Linked DNA regions of Gasterosteus aculeatus: region 2 is linked to region 1. Evidence: chromatin contacts called from public Hi-C data. All regions are on one chromosome and are shown on one strand. The core of a region is the stretch at or near the end of the contact, and the rest is flanking DNA. Distances in the headings are between cores, read along the strand shown. Region 1 overlaps r3hdm1 (R3H domain containing 1). Region 2 has its middle 13 kb from the start of mmadhca.

Evidence for each region. Hi-C and Micro-C count contacts between places; a contact is called where the count stands out from the background.
Region 2: a contact with region 1 is called in a Hi-C map of liver, with 2.3 times the contacts expected there. The contact joins two enhancer-like sites. A contact is called at or near these places in 5 of 6 Hi-C or Micro-C datasets (blood and trunk muscle, liver, skeletal muscle and 1 more).

The regions. Positions count from the first base shown.
Region 1 is chr1:26,129,426-26,133,397 of fGasAcu3.hap1.1, reverse strand. r3hdm1 (R3H domain containing 1) reads right to left here. Exons shown (of 25, transcript XR_013467132.1): 25 at 3,753-3,972. Among protein-coding and RNA genes, the nearest start is that of rnd3a, 7.9 kb to the left of the region's middle. Within about 2 kb of position 1,802, at least 4 of the 9 cell types and tissues checked have open chromatin away from gene starts, as enhancers often do.
Region 2 is chr1:26,165,487-26,169,417 of fGasAcu3.hap1.1, reverse strand. No RefSeq gene overlaps it. Among protein-coding and RNA genes, the nearest start is that of mmadhca, 13 kb to the left of the region's middle. Within about 2 kb of position 2,022, at least 2 of the 9 cell types and tissues checked have open chromatin away from gene starts, as enhancers often do.

The sequences.
Region 1 (3,972 bases), core at 553-3,052:
GACGCACAGGGCGCGTTATGTGAAGAATGCCTTTGATCAGCGCTTTACGAAGGACGGGCGGGCGCTTTGAGGATTTTTCTGCTGACATCCCCGGGAGACTTTTTAAAGACTCCGGTCGAGGTAATCAAATCCGCGTGTGCTTGCTCCTCCCTTTCGCCCGGGGGTTAGGCAGCACGTAGCGCGGTCGGCCTCTTGGTTGGGAGACAAGGAGACGCTGTGCCTCAAGTGTACGCCCTAAATCAGACCGCTTCGTATATTCCACAGCGTTCGGGCGTTGGAGAGCGTTGGTGGACAGCCGGCCTCCTTTCGGGGACGTCAGGCGCGGGTTGTCCGTGCATATAAGAGTTTCACTTGAAGCCGGTGGCATCCATTCTCCCCACGCTACCGTTTTCAGCCACCGACAGCATACAAATTCACTCATCACACACACACACACACACACACCTGCATGTGCACTCATGCTGGCACATCCTGTTGCCTCACTGGCCATCTGTCACGTCTCTTTTTACCGGACGCGGCCAACCCGACTCATGAATTAAACAGGGATTCTTGGGAAATCACTTGTTTGTCATTTGGGGTTTTGAAAAGGGGACGGGCATCATTTAAAATCGCAGCAGTGCTCGGGTGGACCCGACTCGGCCTCCAGGGGACCCCCCCTTGACAAATGAGCCTTTTTGTTTGGTTAATGAACCCCCTCCCTCTAGAGTTGTCTCGCAATATCCAAGTGCAAATGTGTGTATATACGCGTATATACATATATATAGATACACACACACACACACACACACACACGGTTTGGTCGGTTGCCCCCAAATTCTCCTGCAAGGCTCGTCCATCACGACTCCCTCATACCCGTACTACATTTGGCAGGGGGGGGGGGGGGGTTACAGTCGATAGTACGAGCCGCCTCACCCCAGGGTGACGATCTGAAAAGAGAACCATTAAGATGCAATTTGTGGAGACGTGGGGAGGAGACGTGACGCGCGACCTCTGACCCTCCGAGCCGCAAGTTCCTGAACGCGACGGCACGAGAACGCACACTCAGAGGATCGGTGGTCTGGTGGTGATTCACTGATCGTGGACAGAATGGTGTGCGCTCGTCCTTCACCAGAGCTCCTTCTGCGATCGTGTCCGGAGTTGTCGTTGGCTTTGTGCGCGTGTTACGTGTCCATTTTTGGTTATTTTCTATTGTGTGTTTGTTTCTAATCTTGAGCTTATTTTGTCTCTCAATAGTCTCTTTTTGGTCACTCTGTGTTCACTCGCTTTACTTCCTGATAAAAGCAGTCAGCAGCGACCTGTGCCTGACAGTAATTTGCGCTATTGCTCCCATCACAGCTTTGATCCACAGCAGGGAGGGGGGACATGCATGGCTTTATTCTCTGGCATGCCGCTGTTTTTGACCTCCATCATGGAAGTCATACGATTCATTATTCAAAAATGCAATCACCTAATTATACGTGACGCATAATGAGGAGCCGAGATGTAAAAGGGGAGGCTGGCAAGAGAGGGCTGGGAAAACAAATTCACGCTTTCTGCTTGTTGACCCCACCCCCTCCATTTAACCACAGCGACTTGGGCCCCCACCCAAATGATGGGCAATCGTATAGGATGTGCCATCAAAGGGGACGCAGAGAGGTCCAGGTGTGAAGATGCAGCGTCCCCTTCCTTTGCTTATGTCCTCCTGGATGTTTCCATTGTGTCTGAGAAGCCCCACTCCCAATCCCCCAACCCTCCATCCCCCACCCAACGACTCCCAGCGTTGCAGCTCGGCAACCTCTTCCACTATGTTCCTATGGTAACAACCCAGAGAGAGAGTGTGTGTGTGTGTGTGTCTGGGAGCTGAGTGATTGTCTGTTTGTGTGTGTTCATTATGGTTGTGTGGCTCATTTTTACATAATGAATCAGTTTTCGAGGCTGGTGGAGCGGGCTCATTTGAATAATTGCAGGGAGAGAAAAGGGGGAAAAAAAGAAAAGATTTAACTGAGCATCTTCACACATCACATGTACAGATCAGAATTTCCTTTGGAGGTGTGTGTGTGCGCGTGTGCGTAAGGGATAGGGCGTATAATGGGACGCCCAGCTGACATCATTTGTCTGCCAATCTGCACCCTGCTTGCCAAACACGGCCTCCACAATAGCTTCACCGAGCAGAACCGTGAGGCAGCTCGGCCTGCAGGAGGAAGTGTCACAGCGCCCCCTGCTGTCCATGGGACAGAGCAAGATATCAATGACACACCGAAACTTTTAAAAGTAAACTCTCTATGGAATGACGGATTAAAAACATAAGCAGACTTGAAATAAAAGGATGTATTGCCAATAACCTGGAGACACGAGAGCGAGTGGGAAGATTTGATGATGTGAAACAAGTTCCGATCCCTCATTGTTTTCTTAAATATCTTTTGTGATTAAGACGTGGGGAGTTTAATTAAGTGTAGATTAACACCAGTTGTTTAACAACCATTAAACTAACCACAAACAGAAGGAAAGCTTCACCAGAGAGACACAATAGTTGGATATATCAAACTGATAAGTTGTTTGAGTAATTCACGCACACGTGTAACGTTAATTACGTAAGTATTATATATATATATTACTATATTGGTCTTCATTAGCAAATATTAAATGTAATATTAAATTAAAAGCGGCAAAACCGCACCTCCTAGTGGCCGCTGGTAACACTGCGCCCATTAATTCATGCGCCACCCTTCGACCTGCATTCTGCGTCTAAATGACGGATGAGCAGCAGAGACTTTAAAACCGAGGCGACACTCACGTCTCCGCCGGAAGGGAGCACAGTGAGGAGGTAACTGGTCGCCGGGGAAACTCGTACCCGTCCATCATCATCTGCTGCTGCTCCTTCAGCACCACCCTCTCCCCATCAAGCTAAGGCTCTCCACCCATCAACGTGACAGCAACGGCCTCGTAAAAGCCTCTCTGTTGTCGCACAGACTCTAAATACCGGACGGCGCTTCGTGGAAATAGACGTTTGGTCTCGTGCACCGGCTCTCGCCACGAGGCGGTTACCATGGGAACCGATTGCAGTTCCCATGGGGACCAATTAGAGCGTAAAACAGACGACGACCGCAGTCTTGTTTGATGGCATCTGAATGTCCTTTCACCGATGCAGGCCGCCTCGGTTTGAGCAGCTCAGTCAAACAAACGAGTAATGATGTCGAGGACGTCGACTTAAAAAGTAGCACTTTTCAAATTCAGTTCTGCGTGTCAACGACAGACAGAAAATAACAAAATAACCTTTTATTGTTAACTTATCAGCCGTCCTGTGCTCAACCGTTCTATTTTACCTTCTGCTTAGTCGAACGTGACAAAAGCACCTCCACCCACGTGGGTGGGGCACTTCGGCCCCTCCGCCTTCTGCTCAGCCCTCCCGTTGTGGGGGCACGCCGGGGTCACCGGACACCTCCGTGGTCTCCACGGAAGGACGCGCGCAAGGTGACCAGGATAGACACGTGTTTGGCTTCACGTTCACCCCGGGGTGAGTCGCGTGCTGCAGTAACGCGCTTTGTCCGCTGGGTGTCGCTGTTCCGCTGCAGTTTCACCCGATGAGATGATGTTCTCCTTCAAATAGGCTTATCTCACTGAGAAGGGAATTAGACTGCTAAACACAACACATATCTCTGCAATGCCCTAAAGGCGGAGATGGAAACCTAGAGCAACATTTTCCTTAGAGTTGCCTCATCGCGTCGCTAAAGGAACGTTTCAATACACCCCGAGTTTGAAAAAGGGTTTTCAACATGTGTGGTGCAAACATTTATTAGTCCAAAAACAGAAGAAAAACGAAACAAACACCAGTCACCAAACACCTCATGATTCATACTAATAACCCCCCTCCCCCCTTCTGAAAAAAGAAAAAGGAGCCAAGGACTGACAAAGTCGATTGCATTTTTCTTGTGCATATAAACATTTTAATTAAATATAAAAGAAAGTGTCCTGGCCGAGTGCAACAAACTGGTA
Region 2 (3,931 bases), core at 773-3,272, 36 kb before region 1:
GGTCACACACTGAAAGTAACGTTCAACATTCTTCCCATAGACTTCCAATCTTTTGACCACGTGGCGAAAAGAAGACGTACTTCTGGTGGAGAAGGAAATTTACATCGTGGCATTTGAGTTCAACTTTGGGTAAGCTTGGCTAGGTAAATAGTCAAATGTACATAATTAATATGTAACTAATCTAAAATAAAATAGAGGCAGTGCTTTGAGACAGTAAACCAACTCCACTATTTGTAAGAACCAGAAAGGAAATGATCACCGGTCTGCTCAGCTGACCTGCTGTGAAATTAAGGAGAACTATCTTGGTTACAGCAATTCATTTGAATTTGTTCATTGAAAGTGTCTTAGCTGAACACTCCCTCTATTTCCACTTATAATTATGACCAAAGTTTGCGGCTCTCTTTGTGAATCTTCAAAAACAGCGACATATCAGATCATTTCTAAATAATCAGGAAACTATGAGATATGATAAGTCTTCTTCATGAAAACTAGCATTTGATGTGGCAAAATCACCTATTCGATTCGGCCCGCCGGGGGGGGTCCAGTGCGGCCCGCAGGATGACTTTGCTATGAGAGAATTACAGAAAGACATAAATTGCTCTTCTATAAAAGTATCTGCTATTCCTGAAAAGTCCACTCGGGGTCGCACTCTGTGAGTGAACACATGCACGAGACCAGGTCGTTCACCAACGCAGTGCCGGTAGATCCCTTCAACTGAAAAGGAAAAATTCAGGTCACCACGCCCCCCTCCCCATGATTTTAAATGGTCTGGCCCACTTGATGATGATGGACACCCCTGATCTATTGGTATGGAATGTTTTTTTACTTAGATTTGGATGATTGCTGCTTTATTTACAGCGAGAGCAAATGACAAAATGAGTTATCTCAGGTGGAGCACATCAATGTTGTTGGATTGTGGCGCACCGAAGAGCTTTAAGCTTCACCGACACAAGACTACAAAATCCTCCTTGAGTGGTGACAGTGATCAGAGTGCGGCAGCCTATTAAAAAACACACACACATACACGACACGCCTAACCGTAGCAGGGATTTGAGCAGTGTCTGTCATTACCCTCTAATGAAGCATCCATATTTAATGTGTCAGCTGCTTGTGCGTCAGTCTGGGCCTCGACACTGTCGCTGTTCAGCAGTGCTGCACTGACACCCTGAGGCCTCTGTGTCACTCGTCCTGTGCGAAATGATGAAGTCATTCCTCACAGCGGGTCGCAGATTGATTCCGTGTGTGACGTCACCAAGTCCAAGACGTGGGGTCGTTTCAAGTATTAAACCAAGTATCCCTTTCACTTTGAACCCAATGAAACAAATGCGTTTAAAAGCAACGAGCGGCCTTATCAACATCCCACAGTCTGCAGAGCGTTGGCTGAGGGAGATGTCGTTTGAAGCTTCGCAGGGGGGCAACTAGCCGCCGCTTATTCATCTGGGGCTCCCTGCAACACCCCCCCCCCCTAAAGAGGGAGAAAAACAAAGGAAGCCGAGAGAAAGGAAAACACAAGTCGCGTCTCTTTCAATCAGTCGAAAACACCAGAAAGAAATCAATGCGGTACTCGTCTTGGCCACGTTCTTATTTTCTGACTCGGACACTGAAGGAGAGGGATGTGAAATCTTCACATGAACTTGGTTTGGGTGACAGCTGCTGCGGTTTGTGGAGTGATACGAAGCCCGTACATGAATGTGTAAAGGTGCATCAAAGCTGATCAACCATTGCCCCTTTGTCCGCATTCAAACAGTGTAAACAGTGTTTTATTGATTAAAGGCAGAGCTTCAATACAACTTCATTTGAGAGCTCTGGAACAAACAAAAAAGGAAAATGTATAGCGCCTGTTGTTAAGTCTTTTTTGCACCATTTCTCTTCAAATCCGGCTGTGTTGGTTTAAATCTGGGTCTAGATAATACTGTATATGGGGTATATTTCAAAGACATCTCTGCTTTGCAGCGTCCACTGAGTGTCACAGGATGTGACAGCAGGCTGCACAGACCACCGCGCTCTGCAGCGACACTCTGTCCACTCGCATCAACAGCATCGTTGCCAACGGCGGCCTGTCACTATTCTGCCTCTAACCACCTGCTCAGGTGGGGAGGGGCACGGGGAGGGTACAGCAGCTATGGCAACACCTGCCCACATCTGGCGAATCGGCAGCCGCCTATTCGCTGTTTCCCTGGGTGACAAGGGGATCGCTGGTCATTGACTTGACATAATTGTTTGACATCTTGCAAAAGACGAGGAGGGATTATAAAAAAAGCGTAAAATGATCTTAAATAACTGTGAACTGGGGCATGTTGAGGGCTAACTATTCAATCTGTCTGACAGAAATGACGTTCACAAGCCTGGAAACACCATAATTTATTTTGATTTCCATCAGTTTTATTGAATGTATGAAATTCGGTCCCAACCTACACATTTATAGTGCTCTCCTTTAAAACTCCACATGCCAAAACACTGGAGGTGAAAACATCCACACAGCACCTGCTCTCTCTGAAACTCTGAGGCAGTCATGAAGGGATCGACACACAGATCTTTCTCACTTTATCTTCTTCAGAGCTGTGCAGCTTTTATTAATCCCCCCAAAATTAATCCTCCTCCACTGCCCGAAAGAAAACAAAAACAAAACATACAAAAGAAAAGGATAAAACACAAGGACCCTGAAGCGTCAATCTGGTGTCTTTTATCATGAAAGGGCTGCGGCTTACACATTCTCTTATTGTGGAAAACAATACAGTCAGGACTCGATTGTTCAATTTTTCAGTTTCAAATTTAAGCGATTAAGAGGATTTTTTACATTTTTGAGTAAGAAGTATGCTGAAGGCAATAACATTTCATTCTGATAACTTACAAAAGGAAGTGGTACTTTAGTGGGAGCTGACTTTAAGATGTTTGTCTGCATGCCTTGAAATAATAAAAAAAAAAATCCATTCCATAAAGATATTATTTTGCATCATCGCAAAATGAAAGCCCCGTTGGGAGCGGCCAGAAGAGAAGATTCAGCAGTCCTTCCTCGCTGGGAAACCAATAACAAAATATCAAGATCATTGATCATGAAGAACCTCATTCTTGCTGGTGGAAAACCCCCAAATTTATATTAAATTATCTTCATGCTGAGAAGCAGCAGTCCATCTCTCAATAGATATTATACATAATGGTTAAGAAATGTTATATTTCATTATTCCATTAAATAATGAATTGCAAAACGTGATAGCTGAGGAATATCTATCACCTAGTAAGAAAAAAAACACTAGTACAGATCAATATATCTAAAGAAATATTATTTTGTTCTCCTTTGAGCATCAGGAGTTCAGACATGGTTGGTTTTCTGAAGTGTGCTTGAGAGGAACAGGCAGATGAAGCAGGACTTTTCATTGCATGTCTTGGTTCATTTTTGTGTCGGAGAACAATATTCAGTCCAAATTAAAAATGTAGATCAAAAGATAACCTATAACCAAATATTCCTTGCGCCTACCTGTCATACTAATACACATAATATACACGTACAGTAGTGGTGAGGTTGTAATGCGTTGCATGGAAAACAGTCGTCGCCCCTCACATGAAGAAAAACAGTTCACCTTCTCTCACACACAAACGGTGACATTCCAGGTGCTTCCGGTGACGTTGCCGGCGATGACCAAAGGGCAAAGTGTGCACGCGAAAGCCGTGGGTCTGCGTGCGAGGAGAGGAGGACGTCATGTTTTACACAATCTGACAAGCAAATCTATGGCAGAGGAGAAAAAAAGAAAAACCCCTCAGCCACTGGAGTGAAAGTGTGCAGCTTCGGAATTTGAAAAGATAAGTCTTTCTGCAAAACACATCACAGACATGACATATCTGGGTCCCCGACCACAAGCAAAAGAAATCGTCTCGAGTGAAGTCACAACAACTCGCTGTCATATTTGTTTGCTCCGCGCCGGCATCGGTGAGT